2 separate regions of the Athene noctua genome follow, and region 1 is linked to region 2. Evidence: chromatin contacts called from public Hi-C data. All regions are on one chromosome and are shown on one strand. Each heading gives the region's core, a stretch centred on a gene start, on an enhancer-like site or on the middle of the called end of the contact. The rest is flanking DNA. Distances are from core to core; before and after follow the strand shown.

Evidence for each region. Hi-C and Micro-C count contacts between places; a contact is called where the count stands out from the background.
Region 1: a contact with region 2 is called in a Hi-C map of heart, with 5 times the contacts expected there. The contact joins the promoter of WNT7B here to the promoter of ATXN10 in region 2. A contact is called at or near these places in 2 of 2 Hi-C or Micro-C datasets (heart and liver).

The regions. Positions count from the first base shown.
Region 1 is chr3:2,938,345-2,944,788 of bAthNoc1.hap1.1, forward strand. WNT7B (Wnt family member 7B) reads right to left here and starts at 4,628. Exons shown (of 4, transcript XM_074901195.1): 1 at 4,558-4,628. The coding sequence starts at 4,628. It overlaps LOC141958420 (a long non-coding RNA gene), which reads left to right. Exons shown (of 3, transcript XR_012633274.1): 2 at 703-764; 3 at 1,796-2,171.
Region 2 is chr3:2,653,837-2,660,439 of bAthNoc1.hap1.1, forward strand. ATXN10 (ataxin 10) reads left to right here and starts at 1,758. Exons shown (of 13, transcript XR_012633272.1): 1 at 1,758-1,889.

The DNA.
Region 1 (6,444 bases), core at 3,378-5,877, 290 kb after region 2:
CGTGCATCTGCTTTTAGAGATGTGCCTGGGGGAAAGGAGAAGGGAGGGAGGGAAAAAAAAAAAAAAAAAAAAAAGGTGAATGGTAAAGATGCAAAGTAAACACTGGCGCTGGCAAAATTCGACCTGGTGCTGGCAGAGTTTGACCCGGTCCAGCTGAGATGAAGGCTATTTACGAATCTCCACAATTTTCGGGTCGAAGCTGGTTTTATCCACAGCTTAGCTGTGCTGTGGGAGGAAACTTGTATAAAAATAAGCCAGATCGTGCCGTTTCTTTTCGGAAAGTGAAATTTTACTCTAAAAAGACGGGCCGGTTATTACATCGGAAAATTAATAGTGATGATGATGATAACAATAACCTGCTAAATTCCATTCGAATGGTTTCTCTGTGTGTGTGTCAGCCGGGGGTAGAGAGAAGTGCACTTGTTTTGTTGATTGAAGCCGGATATATTCCCTTCGATAAAATGATGTGGCACTGGAGGAGAGGGTATTGTCGGTAACACCTCATATGGGCATTTCAGCATCTGTCGTTCCTTCTTCCACAAACACGTGTATTTTGGACAAAATCGGGGCAGAACGCCACTGAAATGGTTGCTGTCAACATGGTCGGGCAGATGAAGCGGAGCAGGCACGAATAAAGTGTTTGTTTTTCTTTTCTTTTTTTTTTTTTTCTTTTTTTTTTTTTTTTCTGTTATCTATTTGCAGCTGCGGTTTCTTTCTCACCCCGAACCCGGAGAGCGGCCGGCACAAGAGCACGTCGGAAGCCGGTAAGAACTTTGAAGGGATGTTCTGGCAGGCACCGGGCTCCTTTCTGGTCGGAACCGGGTGTTTCTTGTATCTCACCGAGCTGCCAGCCTAGTGCCAGGGGACAGAAAAGGGGGGGAACGACGAATCTCTTAAAATGAGCCCTGAGGAGGGCGAGGAGGGGCGGCGGCACGACGGAGGGTGCCCGTGGAGGGGCCGGGGATTGCTTCGTCCCGTCGGGGGCAAGGAAGGGACCGGGCAGTCGTCGAGGCTGAGCCCCGGGAGAGGAGGGGGGGGGGGGGGGGGGGAGGCGTCCGTGCCCCCCGCGGTCGGACAGCCCCGGGAATGGGGTGAGGAGAGCGGGATTTCGTTTGCTGTAAACGCCGCAAAGCCAAGGGCGAGCTGAGCCGTAGGGGTGGGGGAGCGGGGTCGGCTGGCCCCTTCCCCGCCGCAGAGGGAACGACAGGCTCCAGCCCCCCACCGCACCACCACCCCGGGGAAGGGTCTCCGCAGCCCTGTGCACCCCCAGCTCCGCTCGGTTTTGCCGTGGGGGCACGGGGGAAGCGGCCCCGCCGGCCCCCAGGCGCCTGTGGCTGCTCCCTCGGGCAGCGCCGGCTCCCACCGCCCGCACCCCTCGAACCGCACCTCGGCCTCCTCCCCGAGGGAAGGGGGGCAGTCCTGTCCGCTCCCCCCGGCGCTGCCCCCACTTCTTTCCCTCCAGAAAAGATGAGGGGAAAGGAGGGTTTTGCCTCCAGAGCCCTGAGCCGGGCAGCGCCCGCGGCTCCATCTTTCCAAAGGTCACATCCCTCGTCCCCAGAGCATCCGCCGGGATTTGCATCTGCGGTACAGCTGTGATGTTTAACTTCCGACCTATTTATTAATTACACCCGAGCCGGGTGCTCTGCGACCTTCGCAGGAAATATTTCTGTTTCAGTCTCGCTGCCAGCCGAGGTCGAGGTTTGACGGGATCTATTTTCGCGAGGGCATACGGGGAACGTCATCGACAGAAATATCAAAGGATGCTGCTTCACTTCACGCCTCTCTCTCTTTCCAGCAAACTCGGGGATTGGAAATAGAAATGGGAACAACGAGAATTCCCTGGGAGGAAGGACTACCTGAGCGGGATCGTGCTCTCTCCTCCTCCCTGGGCATAGCAGCTTCTTTATGGTACCCTGCCATGTCACGCCAGGGGGAATACTGCTGTATTGCGTTATTTCCCCCCCCCCGGCTCGGTGTCATGTTTGCCACTGAAAGTGGAGCTTTTAGCACGTTTTATTAACACACGAACACGTGCTCCGCAGCAAAGAAAAATAAAAAATAAAATAAAGAAAAAGCCTGCCAAGTCTAACCTCTTTGCTACCGCTGACACAGGGGCTCTCCCCTGCACGCTGCAAAATCAGTCTAATGCGATGGAAGACAAACTACGTTTATCCGACTTCATCTTCCCCCCCTTTTCCATGCAAAGAGCTCACTAGAAAAGGTATCATTACACTCAAAGGATATGGTTTCAGCAAAATGGTAGTTCCAGTGGCTGGTGAAAGAGGGAATAATTGCACCCCCGCATGCCTAGCCTAGAAGTAGCCCCTGGACCTCAGAGCGAATTTCTCTCCTATTGTTCAGAGAAAGTGAAGTATCCCCATCGCCTCACAGGCACGGTGATGGATCTGATCGGGTTTCTGCAAGGGCTTTTACTGTTCCTGCCCTCCCCTCAGTTTTACTTCCAGGCTCAGTCCAACAGCATTCTTGTGATTTTTGCTCTGAACCCCCTTCTAAAGCAGCCACAATCCATTTCGAAAAGATATCTGCCTTCCAGACAGATCAGACATGTGCCCAATTTTCTGTTCCCTTTAAAAATAAAACCGCAGTGCGAGCGAAAAGCAATACCATTACCCTTATTTTGCAAAGCGTTTTCTTTGGGCTCGCCTGCCGCTCTGCGAGGGGGTGTGTTGTACGGAGCCCTCCAGCTACCGAAGGAGATGGGGTGCCCCCTTCATGTACGGATACACAGCCTCACCAAAATCCCCTTCTCCTCTAAACCCCTCTCAATCCGAGCCCGGAGGACGCCGGAGCCCCCCCCCGCAGCTTCCACAAAAGGCGGCGCAGGTACTTACCCCCCCCCCCCTCTTTCCCGAAAACACCCTCCTGTCTCCCCAGGCAGGATTTGGGGTACCCCCGGCCATGTGCCCCGATCAGGGCAGGGCTGGACGCGGGCTCCTCACCGGGGCAGGGCAAGGGGCAACGCGGGGTGGGAGGAAGCATCTCCCGCGCCCCCCTTTCGCCTCCGCGCATCCTCCGCGGTTGCACTTGTGGCTGTGGGGGCGGGCCGAGAGCCGTGCCAAAAAAACAAACAAACAAACAAACAACACCCAGGGGTGCAACCTGCTGGGGACCCTCCCAAAGGCAGCCGGTGGCTGTCCCGCAACCGGGGGGAGCCCCCGGCGGGGATGGGGGCACCGACCCAACCTGGGCAGCTTAATTCCTCCGTTCCACACACACCCCCCCTCGCCGGTGTATCCTTAATCCCGGGCTCTGGCGTGCTCCCTCCTGCCCATCCCCTCCCTTCCCCCGCAGCCCCCTCCTCCCGCCGCTGCCCGGGCTGCCCACAGCGGGGCCGGGGCTGCCCCCGCCGCCCGTCGTGCCCGGGGCGGCCCCAGAAGCGGCGGTGACCGGGAGAGCCGGGCCCGGGCATCATTTCCCCGTTCGGCGCTGCCCTCCCGCGACGGGACCTGCCCGTGTCGTGTCCCCCCCACACTTTGGGAGCTGCCCTTTGGCTTCCCCCCCCGCCCCTCGCCGCCGCCGCCTCTTCCCCGTATTGATTTCAAGGTGGGAAGCGAGCGTTTTTGGATTGCAACTCACCTTATGCATTCTTGATCATTTAAAAAAAAAAAAAATCCCGCAGCTATGCAAAGACAGGATCTTTAAAGAGTTTGTAGCTCGACAGGTAAGGACTCGGCTGGGGCTCAGGAATGTGGAAATTCAACTCAAGTCAGCCTACTGCGACGAGCAATATTAATAAGGGCATACAGGTACGGGGGGAGAGGCAGAGGGAGAAACTTGGCAACTGAAATAACACCGCGATCTCGATCGCGGTGCTCAAATACCGAGGAGCACAGAGCCGGGCTTGCCGGGAGCCCCGCTGCCAGCCGGCCTGAGCCCCCCCCGAGCCGGGCCTGAGCCCCCCCCACCCCGAGCCGGTCCCTTCGGCAGAGCCCGCCCGGCCTCCCGGGCGCTTCAGCGCGGAGGTAACCGGGCCGGTTGTCAAGTTAATTTCAACACGTCCGTGTGATGGATAGAAACGCAAATTGTGTCTAGGCCTGCATAAAACAAATCCCCGAGTGCAGGTTCAGAGCAGGGATTCCCCTCCTCCCGCCCCTTTCGCCTTTTTAATACTTAAGCTCTGCTCTATTGTCCCAGCAGCAGCGGCTGAGTTAACTCTGTCAGGCTGCTGCTTTTTTTTGCTTTTTTTTTTTTTTTTTTTTTTTTCCGAGGGTACTGTACGCCAGAGATAATATTTAAGTTCGCTTAAGCAGTACAAAATAGAAGGATCCATCATCCCCCGCCACCGGCCGCCTCGCCGGGCGGCCCCGCAACCGGGCATCGCCCCGCCGCGCTGCCCCGGAGGGTCTTCTGGGGGCTTGGACACCCCGGGGGAGCGGGGCGGGGAGAGAGAGAAATAATCACCTTAATCACCTCTTTTTTTTTTTTTTTTTTTCCCCCCTTTTTTTTTTTTTTTTTCTCCATTGCAACGTTTTGTTCACAACTCCGGTAACAACGTGACCCAAAAGCCAAGGAGATTTGTCGTGCACAAGGACTTACCCTAATTTGACATAGATGACTCCAAAGCATAGAAACACGTAGAAAATCCACTTCCGAAAGTTTCTGTGCATGATCTAGAGAATGGACTGAGCCATAAAAATTGCACAAAAAGTCGAACTGATCTTGTCGATTAAATCCCAGTCAAGAGCATTGCTGAAGCTACCCAGGAGCAAAGCCGGCCGAACGGTAAAAAATCAGCACCGTGCAGACAGGCAGCTCTTCCCAGAGCCATGGTGACCGAAACCGGCTCCGATATTAAAGCTAAAGAGGGAGGAAAAAATAAAAAGAGCCGCTCAAAACGGTAAAACAAAAACCCAAGACAGACAGTCTGAGGGAGAAAATGAGCAAGCACTGATCTTGATCAACTGCCTCATAGAGCCCTGAAGTTCAATGTGTTTTTACTTGTTCTGACTTCCCCAGGTAACACTACGTATCTTGCAATCTATGGCTCCAGGTAGGAGGATCTCTCTCTCTCTCCCTCTCTCTCGCTCTCTCTCCTGCTCTTCCCCCCACCCCGTCTGTGTCAGGATCTAAGACATATCTCTTATCTGTCCGTGTGCATGTGCGAGTTATGCGTGTGTTTGTGTTTCAGAAGGCATGTCCTTAAGCCGGAGTGTCGGGGAAAACAACATGAAACGTGTCCAACAAGGGAAATAAAGGACTCGTCCTCTCAAACCGAAGCATTTTTTCATTTCCTCTAGTATGGTAACGCGGCTGGGTTTGCAATGTATGGACTTCGCAAAATAGACTGTTAAAACTCTTTTTTGTCTTCTTTTTTGTCTTTTTTTTTTTCTCCCCCTTCTTCTTTCTAATCAAAAAGAAGCAGGGGTTAACCCCCCTTTGCTTAAAGCTCTGTATCCTACAAGACGATGTGTGTGTCTGTGTGGTGCCCAGACTATTTCTCTCCGGCCACCCGACCCTGTTGCACACTGACAAATGCCTGTCACTAAATCTGATTTCATTTTCCACCGTAAGAAAACGTTCTTCCTCCTTTAAGAAACAGATACGCTTGGCTTTAAACACAAGTTTAGGATAGTCAGTTCGCTGCTCCTAGGGAGATTAATCACTGAGACAAAACCTCACTTTGTGTTCAGGCACTAACAGCCAAGCAAGGCTTCCTTTTCTTTCTGTCTTTTCTTTCTGTCTTTTCTTTCTGTCTTTCTCACCGATTCCTGAGCTGCTCCGTTTATTCCTGCGTTCTGAGGAATTATCTATTCCAGTCTCTCCACACTGTGTGCCTGTCTGGAGGCATATATCTGCATGCGTATGCACGCTTAAATAGCACTCAAATCCAAGTTTGTGGGCTGTGGTGAGTTCTGTAGATATGGATAAACCCGTGCACCTATGCCCACTTATATACATTTATACACATGTAGTAACAGCAAGCAGGGATAGCTCTAGGCATCTAGAATCGGCTAAACACACACCAGTAAGGGCTGAGAGGAAAGCAGGCAGTGACAAGCAAGCAAAAGAGGCTGAGCACAGAACTTTGATCCTAAAGTATCCATCCTGGCGGAGAAAACAAAGGGGGTTTTAAAGGCCGGCCAGGCTGCCGTGCCTGGAGAGATGCCGTGCGAAATCGCGGGTCGGTTGTAGATGACTCCCACAGTCAAGGCTCCCCGCACCTTGGATCACCCACCCCAAACCCACCCACCGTCCGAAAACAGGGTCCCCGCGCTGTCCCCGGCCGGTGCCCGGCGAGGCGAAGCCGCGGCGCGGCGGGACGGAACCGGGTCGGGCTGCGGGGCGGCTCTGCGGGACCCCGGGGCGGCTCTGCGGGACCCCGGGGCCTCTCGCCTCCCCTCTCCGCCGTCTCTCCCCGCCGGTCGGTTGCGTTCGGCCTTTCCCCCCGCATTCCTCACGGTTTAGCCTTTAATAACCAATGCT
Region 2 (6,603 bases), core at 508-3,007:
TGAATTAGAGAACTAATGCATCCCCATCTGATGTCTTGGACATCCATGGTCTAGTCTGTATTTTCAGCTATTTGATCTGAAATATTTTGCAATGTAACTCATCAGTGCACTGCACGAAAAATCCGAATACTTAATGGAGCGCAGGCTGGTTAACGGTCACCTTAAAACATCAGACGTTTTTTTAAAAAAAAAAAATCCCTAAACAGATATGTTTATAAAGGGTAAATTAAAAAAACTTGCTTACAAGATTTGTGTTTGGCAAAATGTCAGCTAAAAGATGAAGACAGTGAGTTAAACTGGACTGCTGGGCAAACGGCATCCCTTCTCAAACAGGGTAGGATACAACTAAATACAAAATTATACATTTGCAGATAATTTTCACTGAGCACACGTGACTAGTTTGTCAGATTTTAGCGTACTCTGCTGCTTCCTTCATTGAAGTTGTGATCTGCTGCTTGCCCAGGACTACTGAATGGTAGCAAGAATGTGCAGAATGGTTTTGTTATGTGCTGCAGCCAAGTCATCGCTGTCAGGCACAGCATGGCCACAGCCAGGACACTTTGTGACGCTTCAATATTTTTAATCTTGAGTTTCATTGCCTTTGAAACAAATTACACTTTATCCATGAGCAGGCAATTGTTAAAAGTAATAGGAACTGTTAGCAGGAATAATCTGCATGACTGTGATGGGTCTTGACTGGCATCTTTTACTTACTTGAATTCGACTTGTTATCTGAAGCTATTTTTGCTATAGAGCCGTCAAGAGCCGGTTGGTTTTGCATCAGTAATATACAATAATTAGCAGGAAGAGGCCTGGAAATGGCACTTATTAATGTACAAACAAGTCGGAGAGGGGACATCATAAACAGTCCGTCCCACTGGTAACCCAAGACATGCAAGTTTATTTCGAAAAGAGGGATACGTCCTTCAGGAACAGCCACGGAGGGACCAGTGCTGGGATGGCAACAAGGTGCCCTCCGCCCCCCGCAGCGGCCCGGGGAGCTGAGGACACGAGGGGAAAACGGGGGAAGGAGTGAACAGGGAGAAATTAATCACAGGTGGGTTTTTCTGACTTACATTTTCTGTTGGAGGTATTGCTTTCAGGTTCCTTCAGGTACTTTTCTGGTAAATGTAGTTTAGTTCCAGTTTAATGAAGGTTTCTGTTGTGTAGGAGAGTTTTAAAGTCTGGTGAAATTCTTTAACAATTTGGCCACAATTAGCCTTTTTATTCACGGCACGCTTCGTTTCTTCCCCTGATGTGTATGTTGACTTTTCACACAGATGTTTAGAACATGCTGAAATATTTACTTAGACTGGAATTTAAAAAAATAAATAAATAAATAAAATATTTGTTTAAAGGCGGGAGTCTCAAACAGCAGATGGGATGAGGGGATGCACCAGACTCCAGGCAGCCTTCACCCTGCTCCCTGAGGAAAGGCGGGAAGTTGTGCCCACGGTGAATTCTTTCACGGGAGGAGAAGGCAGGGCTTTACCCTCTGTGGGCCGACACAACAAAAATTAAATATTTATTTAAAGGCAGGCGTCTCGAACAACAGATGGGATGTGGGGAAGCACCAGACTTCCTGAGGAGAGGCGGGAAGTTGTCCCCACGGTGAATTCTTTCACGGGAGCAGAAGGCAGCGCTCCCGCCCGCGCCCCCACAGCCCGGCGGCCATTTTCCCGCCGGGCCCCGGGCCGGCCCCACGCGCCGCCGGCCGGGGCCGGGCCGCCGCCATTTCCGTGCGGGGCGGGGCCGGGCCGGGCGATGGCGGCGGCGGGAGCGGTGCCCGCTGCGGCGGCGCGGCTGGGCCGTGCTGTGGCGGCCGCGCCGGAGAGCCGCCTGGACAGTGTGCGGGCAATGGCGGGGCTGTTCCGGGAGGCGCAGCCCAGGTTAGCGGGCAGGAGGGGCCGCCCGCGGCCACGTGGGCCGGGGGAGGGAGCTCCGGCGGCGGGAAGCGGCGGAGGCGGCGGGCCCGGGTGCTCTGGGTTTGCCTCCGCTCCGGGCGCCCTCCTGGCCCGGGGGGTGTCGGCTGCAGGGGAACGGCCCCTCAATGCCCACAGAGCCGGTCCCTGCTGTGAAATCTCTGTCTTTTCCCGCCAGAGCTGTTTGTGAGGGCTCCGGGAGTCGCCTGTGGGGCTCGGGGGGGGTGACTTGTCCCTTCTCCTTTCCCTTGGGGTCCCCATGACGAACTGGCTCGTGGCCCTGCGCCTGTGGCAGGCCCAGGGGAGGGGGAAAAGCTTTGTGCCTCCCAGCTGCAGGTGACAAAGAGTTGCCCTCCTGGGCAGGTGCGCTCAGGGGGACTGTAGCCATGGGAGTAGCGGCTGTGGGACAAAAAAGCTCCAGTGGAGCCCTGTGGGGTGGCCCGAAATGGGTAAGATGTGCCGTGCTGGGGGACTGTGTCGTGCCCGTGCGAGGCCAAGGCCTTGGGATGAGGCGGGTGGTTGCAGGCTTTGGCAGCAAGGCACGTGCTGGGTTGTGGTGGCTTCAGTGGGAGGAAAGGTTGGGGAGGCCCTGTAGTAGGCCCTTTGAAATCAGGAGAGCCCTTTGAAATCAGGAGAGAGAGCATGGAGCTACTGGAGAAAGCCGGTATGGAGTGTTACTGTGTCTATAAGGTCGAGGGGACACCTCTGCAGTACCACACACTGCTGTTTGCTTGGGCAAAGGTTGGACATGCAGAAGTTCAGCTGCGTGACTGGGCTTAGAATCCCAGTTTTTGCTCTTCCTGGAAGGTGGGAGGAGGCATAGGTTGGTCTGAAGCTTGTGTTTCCTCGTCCTGACAGTAACTGTTTGAGGGTTGTTACACCTAAGAATGAAGAAATCAAACATTTTAGCTGAGCATAAAAGTATGGAGGTGTTTTGTTTTGTTTGTTTGCTGTGTTTTTTTAATTCCCAATGCTACTTTTGTTAATTAAATGCACATTTAAAAGTCAGGGAGTGTGGGGGAAGATGTACTCTAAAGCTCTTCTGATCTTTACGTGTACAGGAGACCATTCTTCTGGTGTTCATCTCAATTTCTCGAGGAAGAGAGGGGGACCTGTGCAAACTTTGGGCTTACTTGGCTGATGCTTTCTCTGTTTCCTGCCTTCCTCCCTGAAACATCTGCCACTGTGTTTGACAGAGGAGTGGATGTTCCCCAAAATAGCCACATTTAGTGGGTGCAGGTGGGCTGAAAGAGATATTAATTGCCCTTCCAGAAGGACAAAGCTGTAGTGTTAGCTTACATCCTCTAGGATGTAAGGGAATGGATCTGAGAGCAGCTTTAGCAATAAATTTGCCAACGGCAGAAAATACCGTTGTTGGTGCCGTTGAACCAGAAGGCACAACCCAATGGATGTTTGGTATTTGACGTTGTGATACTTAGTGACAATTCGTTTGTTATTATGTGATTGTTCAGTGCTTCTGGAAACAAAATAATTTTAAAATGTGAGTTCTTGTGGCCTGTAAGTCAGAAGCAAATAAGATGAGGAAATACTGCCCCAGCTATGAGACCATGTTGTGGAATTTGGGAGACTTGAATTCAGCTGTGTGCTTTACTCGAGACTTCCAGTGGTTTTGAGCAAGCGACTTGATTTTTTTATGCTTCCGTTGCAATCTATAAAAGGAAGAAAATGTCTTTATTACCAGGAATATTGTGAAGATAAATACATTAAAGGCATTTTAGGGACTCTGCTTACACAAGTGGAATTGTGTAAGTACCTAAAACATAGAGTGGAAATATAGACTTGCAAACTTCTGGATTGTTTGCATAATTCCTGACTAATTTCATGATATTTGGAGCCCTGGTCTTTTGAACAGCATTGCATTAATGTTTTGAGCTCTTTGTTCACTGTGATGTTATCTGTTCTATTTTTAACAGTCAGGCACTTAGGTCTTACAAGGAGTGACAGTAATCTTCCTTTTGGCATGGATACATGAATTCTGACTCTTTGTTTTGACTTAAGAAATTGTGCATGTCTTCCTTGTCTGAGAGCTGAGCTGCTGTACCCTTTTGTATTCCTGCTGACTACTCAATGCTGAATTCAGGGACAGGTGACAGCAGCAAATTGTGAAGATCCTGTTTTAGGCAACAAAACATAGGAAACAGAAGTCCGTGGAATATCCACAGACCAGTTCTGAATGAATTTCAAGGCCTGTTTACAATAGAAAGTTATTTTTTAATCTAAAAGCTATTTACCAGTCTTAAAGATTAATATTTAAAGATTAGGGAAGAGGCTATGGAAGGAAAATACTTTTCACTTCAAAAATACATTTTAAATACTTGTAGCTGCTATTTTTATCTGTTTGTGAATCTTTGTCTGCTGGGCAAGATTATTTTTTTTATAATGGTTGCAAGCATTGCTGTGGAACAGTTACCTGAAATCACTCCTGACTGATTTCTTAATGTTAGCTAAACACTTCCTGCCCTCCTTTCTAATTTGAGAATTTCACTTCTTGTGCAGAAGGATGATTTTTAAGTAAAATTTCTTTGTAGTACACAAATTTTAATGATGTATAACTGCTTAAGAATTGTGTTTACATTTTCTCTGTATAGAATCCTGCTTCATCAAACAGCCTTTAAGTAATCCCTCGTTTGGAACACCTTTTGCTTGTTCACTTAGGCTTTTATGTTGTAGGAAGAGATTTGATTTCTGCCCAGGAAGATCTGGCTTGAGCACATTCATATTCTTTCAGTGTGCAAGAGCGATTTGGAGGTCAAAAAACTGCAGCTATTTCCACGTATACAGTGAGGACAGGCACTTATGCACCTCACACTTGCTCTGTCAGGACACACAGGAGTTTCATCTTTGTATTTTACTGGAAACGTCTATGCTCTTAGGGTATTTTTACTTTCAATCTATTATTAAGTGAAAAGTTGTCACATCGTGCTTGTGATCCCGCGTCTGACTAAATCTTCTGTTCTGCTGCATAACTCCGTAATGAGAGTAGAAACCCTCCCAGGATAAGAATAACTTTAAGGTGTCCTTTTACCAGTAGAGTCACAAGAACGTGCACAAAAGTACTTGCAGCTTTTTTCATTTCTGTTTTACCAATTTCAAATAATTGAATGTTGTACAATAGTACATGTCTTGCACTGACCACTGGTTTCTGTATTTTGAAGTTGGGTCAGGAAATGACCAGTTTCATGTGATAATCCAACACATGGCATAGACAAGTAAAAAGGAAACTGCAGTTGGACTGAGAGTTTTCCTATTTTAGAATAATTTCAGTGTTTAAAAATTCAGCTGACTAACAGCTAATGATTCTGTATGGCATCTTCACTCACTAGAGAAAACGTGGCTTTTGTGTGTCTGGGATGGGGCCTGGCTGGGTGCTCCTTTCCCAGACTGTAGCTCTTCTGACGTTTGGGAAAAGTTGTGTCTGGATGCATTTACCATGTGTACCGTGGCGCGTCAGCCACTGAGCTGCTTTTGGCCTGCATGACTGTCATGAAGTGGCAGAAGTTGTACCACTTCTTGGAAGTCAAAGGTTCAAGTCCCATGAATGTCTTTTCTTATGTCTTAAAACCAAAACCAAATTCCAAACCTTTCTGGTTATATAAACTCCGCTGTTTTCTTTATGACTGAGAGGCAGAGCTGCTTTTGGTCTTTGTTGTGCCACTTTGGTGTTTTCCCCTCGGTATTACACAACTGTAAAATTATAGCTTCCCCCCAACCCCCCAATAATTCTCATTGATGGTGGGGTGGGGTTTTTTTATGTTTTCATGTAGATGGAGATTATGTAAGTGTATTGGTCTTGATCGACTGTGAGGTTGTAGAATAAAATACATCCTGGAGATCTGAAATCTTATGTTGTAGTAGTTGAATGATATTTGTGCATGTTGTATTTCTTGCAGTACAAGTGCTCTCCCTCCTTTTTAAGTCTGCTCCACACCCTAACAGACCTCAGTAGTGGATGCTCTGTAGTCAGTAAGATGTAGATGAACCTGGAAGTGTCACTGTTGGAGCAGCAATAGGGGTAAGAGGCTTAGAAGACATGAACTGTGAGTAAAGGCTGAGAGGATTGGTTTTAGTTAATGTAGGAAAGAGAAGATGGCAGGAGCAGGAATAGGAAATAGGATAGTCTTCAGACATGTGTAAGGGTGTTACAGATAAGATGCGCAGACGTGGCGCTTAGGGACATGGTCTAGTGGTGGAACTGTCAGTTAACGGTTGGACTCGATCTTCAGGGTCTTTCCCAATCTAAATGATTCCATGATTCTGTGGTTTGGTTTATCGACATGTGATCACTTATGATAAAGAGTAGGTAGAATTTCTAATTGTGCAAATATTTAGACATTTGAGTGAGCAGCAGAACACAGGTAATACTGTATCATCCACTAACATTTGATCAAGAAATTAAAAAATTCTCCTTTAGGAAGAATTTTCTGTGTGAACGTATTTTGTTTAATATTATTTTCCATTTCATCTTTTCCTGCTGTTCATAGCTTAGGAGGTATTTCTCAAGCTTATGTCTCAGATCTAACTTTCCTGTTTGATCTTGAGTACATGACAAGTCTATTTAAGGTTCAAGGTGGCTGCATCTGGATTTCCTTTTTCTGACTCTTGTCAGAAGTTTTGGATGGGCAGATTTATTGAGCTTTCCTGTAGGAATGTCATAAACACT